Regions from separate parts of the Mus musculus genome. Here region 1 is linked to region 2. Evidence: chromatin contacts called from public promoter capture Hi-C data. All regions are on one chromosome and are shown on one strand. Each heading gives the region's core, a stretch centred on a gene start, on an enhancer-like site or on the middle of the called end of the contact. The rest is flanking DNA. Distances are from core to core; before and after follow the strand shown. Region 1 holds the start of Fam171a2 (family with sequence similarity 171, member A2). Region 2 holds the start of Cd300lg (CD300 molecule like family member G).

The links. Promoter capture Hi-C pulls out the DNA fragments that hold promoters and counts their contacts.
Region 1: a promoter capture Hi-C map of pre-B cells shows a contact between it and region 2, with 2.2 times the contacts expected there. The contact joins the promoter of Fam171a2 here to the promoter of Cd300lg in region 2. A contact is called at or near these places in 11 of 39 promoter capture datasets (the 3T3-L1 cell line, 3T3-L1-derived adipocytes, the C10 cell line and 6 more), 2 of 484 Hi-C or Micro-C datasets (both in the G1E-ER4 cell line), 2 of 115 datasets of contacts at active chromatin or transcription factors (embryonic hindbrain and stem cell-derived neural progenitor cells) and 3 of 9 other capture datasets (adipose tissue, embryonic stem cells and liver).

What each region holds. Positions count from the first base shown.
Region 1 is chr11:102,444,688-102,449,177 of GRCm38.p6, reverse strand. Fam171a2 (family with sequence similarity 171, member A2) reads left to right here and starts at 1,515. Exons shown (of 8, transcript NM_199200.2): 1 at 1,515-1,780. The coding sequence starts at 1,663.
Region 2 is chr11:102,040,248-102,044,779 of GRCm38.p6, reverse strand. It overlaps Cd300lg (CD300 molecule like family member G), which reads right to left and starts at 3,269. Exons shown (of 7, transcript NM_027987.3): 1 at 3,147-3,269; 2 at 1,476-1,808. The coding sequence starts at 3,189.

The DNA.
Region 1 (4,490 bases), core at 266-2,765, 410 kb before region 2:
GGGCAAGCAAGGCAGATTCCAGGGAGCTCTGACAGATTGTGAAGTCGGCTTGAGACCAACACGATGAAATTCACCAAGGAAGAGCGCTAAAGCCTGCACTTAGGTTCCAAAAAAAAAAAAAAAAAAAAAAAAAAAGTTACATAAGCACAGAACTGGGAAATATGGTTACACGGAAATCTCTATTAAAAAGGAAGAGATGCTGCGTGCAATCCCCTCTACCCTTGGCTGGCTACTCCAGGGTCTGAGGTGGGGGGCGGGGGCGGTGAGAAGAAGGAGGAGGAAGAGGAAACAGATGGAAATGAGGGGAGGAGAAAGAAAGAAGGAAAAGAGGGAAAGAGGAAAGGAAGGGATGAAGGGAAAGACCTGGTGACTTTGCCCCCTTAAGTAGAGAGACTTAGTCAGAGGGAAGCCTGCTGCGTCCCCTAGGGGAAGCCATCCTTGTCATAGGTCTCCTGGGTAGCAGGCTGTGCTGAAGAGGTGACTGGGCAGAGAGAACGACGCAAAACAGAAGCTAAGGGATAGTGACAGCCAGAAACGATAAGGAGAGAAAGGTTGTTTGGGAGCTTGTCTTCAAACATGGGGTTCAGCGAAGGAAGATCCAGTTTGTCAATCAGGATGCCGGAACCAATGGGATTCTTTTGTGGGGGGAGGCGTCTGCTTCCACTTCTACAAAACCTCTCTAGCCAGATGTCTCCTCCAGAAGGAGGTCTTATTACTCCAAGGGAGGCAAGCCCCTCCCCGGCCAACAATAGCACCACTTACTGCACCGGTGCACCTGTCAGACTTGTGTCAGAGGACCAGGAACTGGCTATGTAGAGCAAAGTGGCCTTGAACTCACAGAGCTCTTCCTGTTGGGATAAAAGGTGCCTGGCATTCCTCCACCATCACCCCGAACCACCCCTCACACACACCTTGGTATCTCAACCACGTTACTAGGTAGAGATTATTATGATTGTCACTTTAAAGGATAAGTGAGGCTGAATATAGCGGCTTGCATTTGAAATCCCAACACTCTGGAAGCGGAGGCAGGAAAAGGGCCATGAGTTCGAGGTCATTCTGAACTTCAGACCATCCTCTTTAAAGCAAGAGAGGCTAAGAAGGCTGTAAGGAACTTGTCTTGCCTGTTTCTGAATGGAAGTCATGGGGGGCGGGGGAGGAGGCTGACATGACCACAGGTCAGCTTCCCAATGTTGGATGGAGACCGCAGCCTCCTCAACACTACGGAGCTCTCGGTGTGGGAGAAGAAAATTCTCACTCTTTCCAACTACAGCCCTTAGGAGTAGGCAATAGCCATTCTCCTACCCCTCAATTTTACACCACATCTCAAGAGCTCTCCAACCCCAACCCGGGTAATTGCCCCCTAATCGCTGCACTCCATTGCTGTCTGGAATCTTGGGTTACCGGGTGGGGGCTGCCGGGTGGGCTGCAGGCAGAGCCGGGCCTCGAGGGGGCGGTGCCCGCTGGCCCGCCGTGCCGGGTGTCGACTGCAGGGGGCGCTGGCGGCCGCTCCGGGCAGAGACAATCGCGCCGAGCGGGCGCCGCAGCCGGAGCGGGAGCCCAACCCGGAGCTGCACAGAGCGGTGCAGAACTGGGGCTGAGCGGGGCCGGCCGATCAGGGCCGGGCGGCAACGATGGACCGCTAGGGCCCGGCCGAGCCCCGCGATGCCGCCGCCGAGTGGCCCCGGCGTCCTCGCGCGGCTGCTGCCGCTGCTGGGGCTGCTGCTCGGCGGCGCCTCCCGGGCTCCCGGCAAGTCTCCGCCGGAGCCCCCCAGCCCGCAGGGTGAGTATCGGCCTCGAGGGGCGGCGATCGTGGGCCTGTACCCTGTGATCGGCTGCCACCGCTGGCCCCCTCTTCACGGTGCTAGTGACTTGGGATGCATTCTGCTCCCAGGATGGCGGGGGGAAGGCGACCTGAGATCGGTGCTTCTGGGGGAGAGATTGGGGGACTGTTTGCTGCGGGGGTCTTGGGGAGACACAATGGAGAGGGCGAGGGTCTCCAGGCTCGGCGCTGCCGCCTCCTCCGACTTGTTTTTCTCCCTCCTGGTCCGCGAGGCACTGCAGCCAGAGCTATTGTCTGCGGAAGACACCCGCCCAGGGGCGGGCTGGGGCGGGCGCCGGCTCCGCAGCCCCCCGCGGGTCCCTAGCTGCGACCCAGGCTGGGTGGGGGCGCAGACATCGGCTGCCACCCTGGCCGGACTGGGGCTGGGAGCTTAGAGCTGGGCTGCGAGGGGGGAGGGGAGAGGGGGAGTGGGTGAGGCTGTAGGCGGGATTGACTGCTCGAATGGGGTTTTCACCCAGGAGCCTGACAGCTTCTAGCCAATCCCCCCCCAGGTTTAGAATTTGGGGCTCACCGAATAAACACTGATCAGCTCATGCTAGAGGGAGGGGATGCATTTGGAAGGGGGGGGGCGAGTACAGGCGTTATTGTGATTCCCGGCTCAAGGCGCATGGCAGGGCTGTGGTCACGGAGCCATGCTGAGCTGGCTGGCTAGCTGTGGGCAGTACCAGCTGAGAGGGCAGGTGTCTGGGTCCTTGTCCAGCCTGTCTCTTGCTACTACTCTCTTCTACCAGCTTCCCTTCTTCATTTCACTCATTCCCCCGCCCCCAAAGGAGACCCTGACCCTCCTAACGCCTAACCTGGCCCACATGGGTGTGTGAGGTGAAGGTAGAGCTGGCCCCTGCATTGGGAGCTGGACACCCTGACTCCACAGCTCACTCGTGGGTGCTCTGGGCCTCTCTTCTCCTCATCCCTGCTTCCCTCTCCCACCTTTCTGGTTCCTGCGCCACCACCCCACAATTGCTCTTCCTTCCCTGCCTGCGGTTCCATCCTGAAACAGTGTTCTTTGCTCCTTATGCCACCCCCCCCCCACACACACACACACCAGAAGCTAGCAGGAAAGGCGGAAGGCGGGGGTCTGGTTGAGGGAAGTAGGGTCCGGATGAAGGAAGGAGGTCGGATTTCCTCCTGGAACAAGGCAGGGCTAGCCAAGTGGAGAGATGCAGATACTGTATGGAATGCCAAGCTTTGAGGGTGGGGAGGGATCTTCCTGTGCCTCAGTCTCCCCTAATCTCCCAGAGAAGAGGCCCAAGCTAAGAAGCTTCTCCTCCTCCAAGGCCCAGGGGAGGGAGGAAGGGCCCAGGGAATTGGCTGGAATACAGCCAGAATAAGGGGCTCTCTCAGGCAGCTGGCGGGGAGCCCAGGCTGTGGGGAAGCAGGGAAAGGAGTCTGCTAGACACCTGCCCCACCTCCCAGCTTGGTGCTGACTTTCCTTCCGGCCTTACCTGCCCACCTCTGTTTTGTTTCCCAGGTCCCTCCTCTACCTCTTTTGAGGCTTTGGCCCTTGAGCCAAAAGGCTTCCCTCAAGTGACAAAATTTCAGACTCCAGGATCCTCTCTTCCCAGCTGCTTTCTCCAGCTGTTCCTAAGCCTAGAATGGGGCTGGGAGCAGTCAGACTCTTTTAGCTTCTCAGAATTCCTACTGGGGCAGGAGACTGCCACTCCTTGGAGAGCCAGCGTGGGAGTGGGCAGAGTGGGTGCCCCACCCTAACAAGCTAGACTCTGGCCTATCCTGGAGAGGGAGGTGGGCTCTGGGAATAGCTGGATGGGATGCCAGGACCAGGCGTGGTATCCTGCTTTGGAAGCCTGAGAAGAGACACCTGTCACTGTGGAGTGTCAAGTCGGTGAAAGGCCTTGAGGTTCTGAGGCTGCCCACGCCCCCCAGCCCCGCCCCTTCTTCTCTCCGCTCCAGGCTCCAGGCTCCCTCTCTACCTGGGATTTCCCCCAGCATCCAGTGCATCCTCCACTTGTCTCCCAATCTATGATGCTCATTAGGAAGGCGGGGGCGGGGCCTAGTCTTGAGGGAGAAGCGGGTGCTGAGTGGAAAGGGTTAGATGGCAGAGGCGACCTGTGGAAATCCATGAGAGTAATTTAAGTCCTCATCACCCACCCAAACCCAAGCACCTCGCCTTCAGGGCCAGAGTGGCCAGGTTACCCTGGAGGAAGGGAGGTGGGGGACGGGGGGGGGGTTTCACAGATAGCCTGGAAATTTAAATGTTTATGCGTCCCAGTCCCTGCACACTCTTTCCCTTGGGCCTGGGTCTGCTTTCCGTGTAGCCCATCCCCATCAGTGCCCCAGCTCCTTTGCTTGATCTCCCGGGAGGAATGAGGGCGTTGCCATGGTGAGTGACTGTCGCTGACCAGCTACAGACTGTGATGGGAGGGATCAAGATACTCCTTTGAGCTTAGGAGCTGGGGCAGGTCCCTAAATTTGAAGGGTTTTTGGATAGGATCCTGGGTAGAGGGTGTGTGTAAGAAGTGACAGAGTGACAGGTTCCTTGGTGGCTTGACTTGATTTTTTTTTTTTTTTTTTTTTTTTTGTTCCTTGAGAACTCAAGCTTCCATCTTTCCTCTAGGTTACTCGATCTTGCCCTCTCCCCCTCCACCTGAGGCTCCCCATTCTCCCAGGGCTCATTCTTTCTTGGTCTCTCTTC
Region 2 (4,532 bases), core at 2,020-4,519:
CTATAAACTGCCCTTTGAAGCCAGCCAGCTCCAACTTGGGAGGATGAAAATACACGTATCACACACAGAGAAATGACTAAGCTGAGGGCAAGAATGGACACAAGAGTCTCAGAACTAGAACGCTATGTTGGGTGTGTGGTGGCGTAGGACCTTCGTCTCAGCACTCAGGAGTCAGAGACGGGGAGATCTCTGTAGATCTAGCCCAGCCAGGGCTACATAGTGAGACACTGTCTACAAAGTTAAATAAATAAATAAATAAATAAATACTAATCAAACCATCTATCTAAAAGGTAAAATAGACAAAAACAAATCAAATAAAGACAGAAAAATCAAAATTAGACAATTTTGCACTGGTGAGGGCTGGAATTGATTGGAGAGCCTTTCAGATAACAGAACCCACTCACCAATGTTAATTTATTGCTACAGCATTAGGAATGGAACCCTGGCCGGGGGTGGTGGCGCATGCCTTTAATGCCTTTAACTTGGGAGGCAGAGGCAGTAGGATTTCTGAGTTTGAGGCCAGCCTGGTCTACAGAGTGAGTTTCAGGACAGCCAAGACTACACAGAGAAACCCTGTCTCAAAAACCAGAAAACAAACAAACAAACAAACAAACAAAACAAAACAAACAAAAAAAGGAATGGAACCCTGGATCTCACACGTTCCAAGCTAATGGGCTCTCGTGAGGCTTTGATATTGCTGTTACTGTCCAGTTCGAATTGTCACAGAGACCCACTGGTGACAGAGACCCACTGGTGACTGGGTCCTGGCTCCTGGGCCCATCTTCTGAACAGAGATAAAGGTGGCATCGATCCGTGTTTGAATCATGCCCACTCTGCTTCCTGTCTCAACCTTAGGCCAGAAGCTGAGCATCTCGGAATTTCTGTGTCCCATTTGTGAAGTGGTCATTCAGAGAGCTACCTAGCCCTCACAGACCAGAGACTGGGCTGCCTGTACTCTGGCCTCCTCTCGTCTTTTCCCTGGGTTCCCCCAGGATATAAAACGTGGAAGCAGTGTGCAGAGGCTATCAGCATGGTGAGGCCAGTGCATGGTTAGGGGTCACTGTGGGCCGGGCCTGGGGTGCAGCCATAGCTGGCCTGACCTCAGGAGGCTATGGGTATATTTGTGACACAGGGGACGTGCAGGTACTTCTTTGTCCCCTGCGATGGTCATCTTGTCCCCATCCCATGGTAGTCTCCCCTAACATGTCTAGGCCAAGAATGACAAGGATAGCTCCTAACAGGCAGACTTGCCAGTGCAGAGGCACACTGCGGCTTCCTCTCTAAGTTGTCCCCAGTGCTCAGCAGAGTGTCCCTCCCCACGTCCTGGAGAGGCCTGGTGAGATTGGTACCAAGACTGCCCCCTTCTGTAATGGGGACACTGAAGCCATGGCTCAGATGCTCTCACCCATCCTAGTCTCCTCTACATCCCCCCCCCCCCCCCCCCCGCAACCCAGGTAGGGGGAGGAGTCCATTACCTGGAAAGACAATGAGTGTAACCTCAAAAGACTCATCGCGGCCCAGTCTGTCAATCCCACACCAGTACTTCCCTGAATCCTTCAGGGTAAGGTCCCTCATGATCACGGTCATCGAGAGCTCTTGGGGACTGTCTCGGATGGACATCCTGCCTCGAGTCACCTCCTGGTCCTGATTTGCGTAGACAATGTCACCGCAGCGTGACACCAGGATGCCACCCTGCCGGCACCAATACTTCCTGTGCTCCTTCATCTTCTCCACGTAGGTACACCGCAGGGACACGGTGTCACCTTCAAATCCACTGATCTCCTTTGGACCCTTCAGGGCTTCATAACCTGAAAATGCAGCGTGAAAGGAGATGGGATTTCCACGGATCCAAGTACCAGGCCGAGAGCAGAAGTTCCCATTTCATGGGGATGAAGGGAGGCGTTCTTGTTAGAACATCTTGGGCAAACCATAGACCCCCAGGGTTCTCCCTTCCTCTGGGGAACCTTAGAACAAACATGTTATTTGAGAGACACAAGTCAGGCTGGCCAGATGGCTCGAGGGGTAGAGGAGCTTGCGGCTAAGCCTGACAACCTGAGTTCGATCCTCAGGAAGGAGAGAATAGATTCCCAAACGTTGTACACGGACCTTCCTCACATGTACTACAGCATTCATGGACTAATGTGTGCTCATATATGCACACACACACACATGATAAACACATGTAACAAAACCCTTAAAAACAGTGTGAGTTAATGTTATATATTTTTAAGGGAAAACCAAGCAAACATGGCCAACTGAGCAACTGATGTCAGTTACAAGATGTGATGTCTGTCAGTTACAAGATGCGATGTTAGTTATAAGATGTGTCCTGATGAACCCAGCCTGGGGGGGGGGTGCTCTTGATTCAGTTACTTGGAATCAGAGCAAGTTCAAGGCCAGTCTGTCTGAAGCATAAAATGGAGAGAAGGCTAGGGATATAGCTTAGTGGCAAAGCACTCATTTAGCATGCTCCGGGGCCTGGGTTCCACCCCTCCCCCAAGCATTGCCAAGGAGAAAGAAAGGATAAAAAAATTACAAAAGTAAAGAAAGCTTTGCTCCCTGTGGGTGACAGTGTGGTTACTTACTGTCCAGCCCTTTGCCCTCTTGCAATGAACGCACATTTTATAAATATGTATATGTATGTATATGTGTGTGTATGTATATGTGTATATGCGTATGTATGTATGTGTGTATACATATATATTATATACATGCATATACCACACATACTCTCTTTCTCACACACACACATACACAGACACACACATACTAACAATAATAAAATTAAAAAGTAAAGCAAGAAAAAAATGAAAGCAAAGAAAGAAAAAGCAAACTTAGTAGGTATTCAACCAAGTTAGCTGAGCTAACAGGGTAAGTGGATGTATGCTTGCTGCCCTGTGGTCAGAGAGGTTCTGCAGAGCCAGGGAACCCAAGGGAGAAAGACCCTGGGCTCAAGGTGCAAGAGCAGCAAGTGCTGAGCTCAGGGCTGCTGGGCTGCAGATGGGTTGTGAAATAGGGATGTATTCCACCCCACCCCACCCCACCTCCTCATGGTGTGGAGGGAAGGCATAACCACAGACCACAAGAGCGTGCTCAGGCCTGCATCTGTAAGCCCCTCCATCCCAGCCACCTCTGACCCCTCTCACCTGGGAGCACCAGGCAGCCCCATAGCAGGACCAGAGGCCTCATGGTGGGTGCTGGACACTGCAGTTGCCTGCAATTGGGAGCTCTTCTGAGCTTTAGCTTCTGCCGGGCTGGAGCCAGGAAGGGAGGGGTGGGGGGCGGGCCATCGAGCTCAGCTCCGCCTTGGAGGGCCTTCTGCTTTTTCCTTTACTCTTTTCCCCCTTCTACCCAGTGCCAGTTACCACAGGTTGCAGACCCACCCAATCTCCAGCCCCTACTTAGCCTTAATCTGTGATTTGCCTGTGTAATTCATCATGGCCTTTGGGAACCTCTGATATATTGTTTTTCCTTTTGCACATGCCTTTAATCCCAGAGCTTAGGAGGCAGAGGCAGGTGGATTTCTGAGTTCGAGGCCAGCCTGGTCTTCAGAGTGAGTTCCAGGCTATACGGAGAAACCCTGTCTCAAAATAAATAAATAAATAAATAAATAATTCTCAGAGGTGTGCATAACTTGACACTGCTACTATAAGAATCACAAACCCTGGAACAACCAGTCATTGCTGATATCCCCAAATACTTCACTATTTGGGAAATTATTAGTTTTTTGACCTGCCCCTGGATCTGAGTATTAAAGTACTAAATATGGAAGCTTATTTGTTAATTAGTAAATCACTGATAATATATTTTAAACTATATCCCTATTTTTAGCATCTTAATTTAAGCTTATTATTTTCATTGTATTTATTTTTCATGTGCATGGATGGTTTGCCTGCGTGTCTGTGCACCCTGTGTACGCAGTTCTCACAGAGGCCAGAAGAGGGCACTGGATCTCCTGAGGCTGAAGTTACAGATGGCTATGAGCCACCATGCGAGTGCTGGGAATAGAACCAGGGTCCTGGAAAAACAACCTGTGTTCTTAACCGCTGAGCCACCTCTCCAACACTCTATTTTTAGTTTATTAAAAATTTAAAATTATATTTTCAGAAAGCAACTTTATAGAGTCCACCTTCAACATTTTCATAGAGTCCAGGAATCCAGCTGAGAATATCAGGCTTGTAAAGGCCATCTTGTCGGCCCTTCTTTATTTTAAACACGTGAACTTGTTTCATATGCATATGAGCCATTATTTTGGGGTGTGGGAGATCTGTAAGCTTCTTCTCTTCACACTGCTGAAGTGTGAAGGGTAAAAAATTTAAAGACCAATTATATAGCCCTTCTGATCAGCATCCCATTGTCTGGGATGCAGTACCGTCATTGGCCACAGGGCGGCGGCTTCAGCAGGGCTGAGCTGAGCTCTGCGGGAGCTTTGGGTCAGCTGCTTTGAAAGGCGGGTCCCCTGAACCGAGCGCTTTGTCTTGCTGGACACTTGCAAAAGTTAATCAGTGGCTTGTTTCCCCTTTGCAGACTTG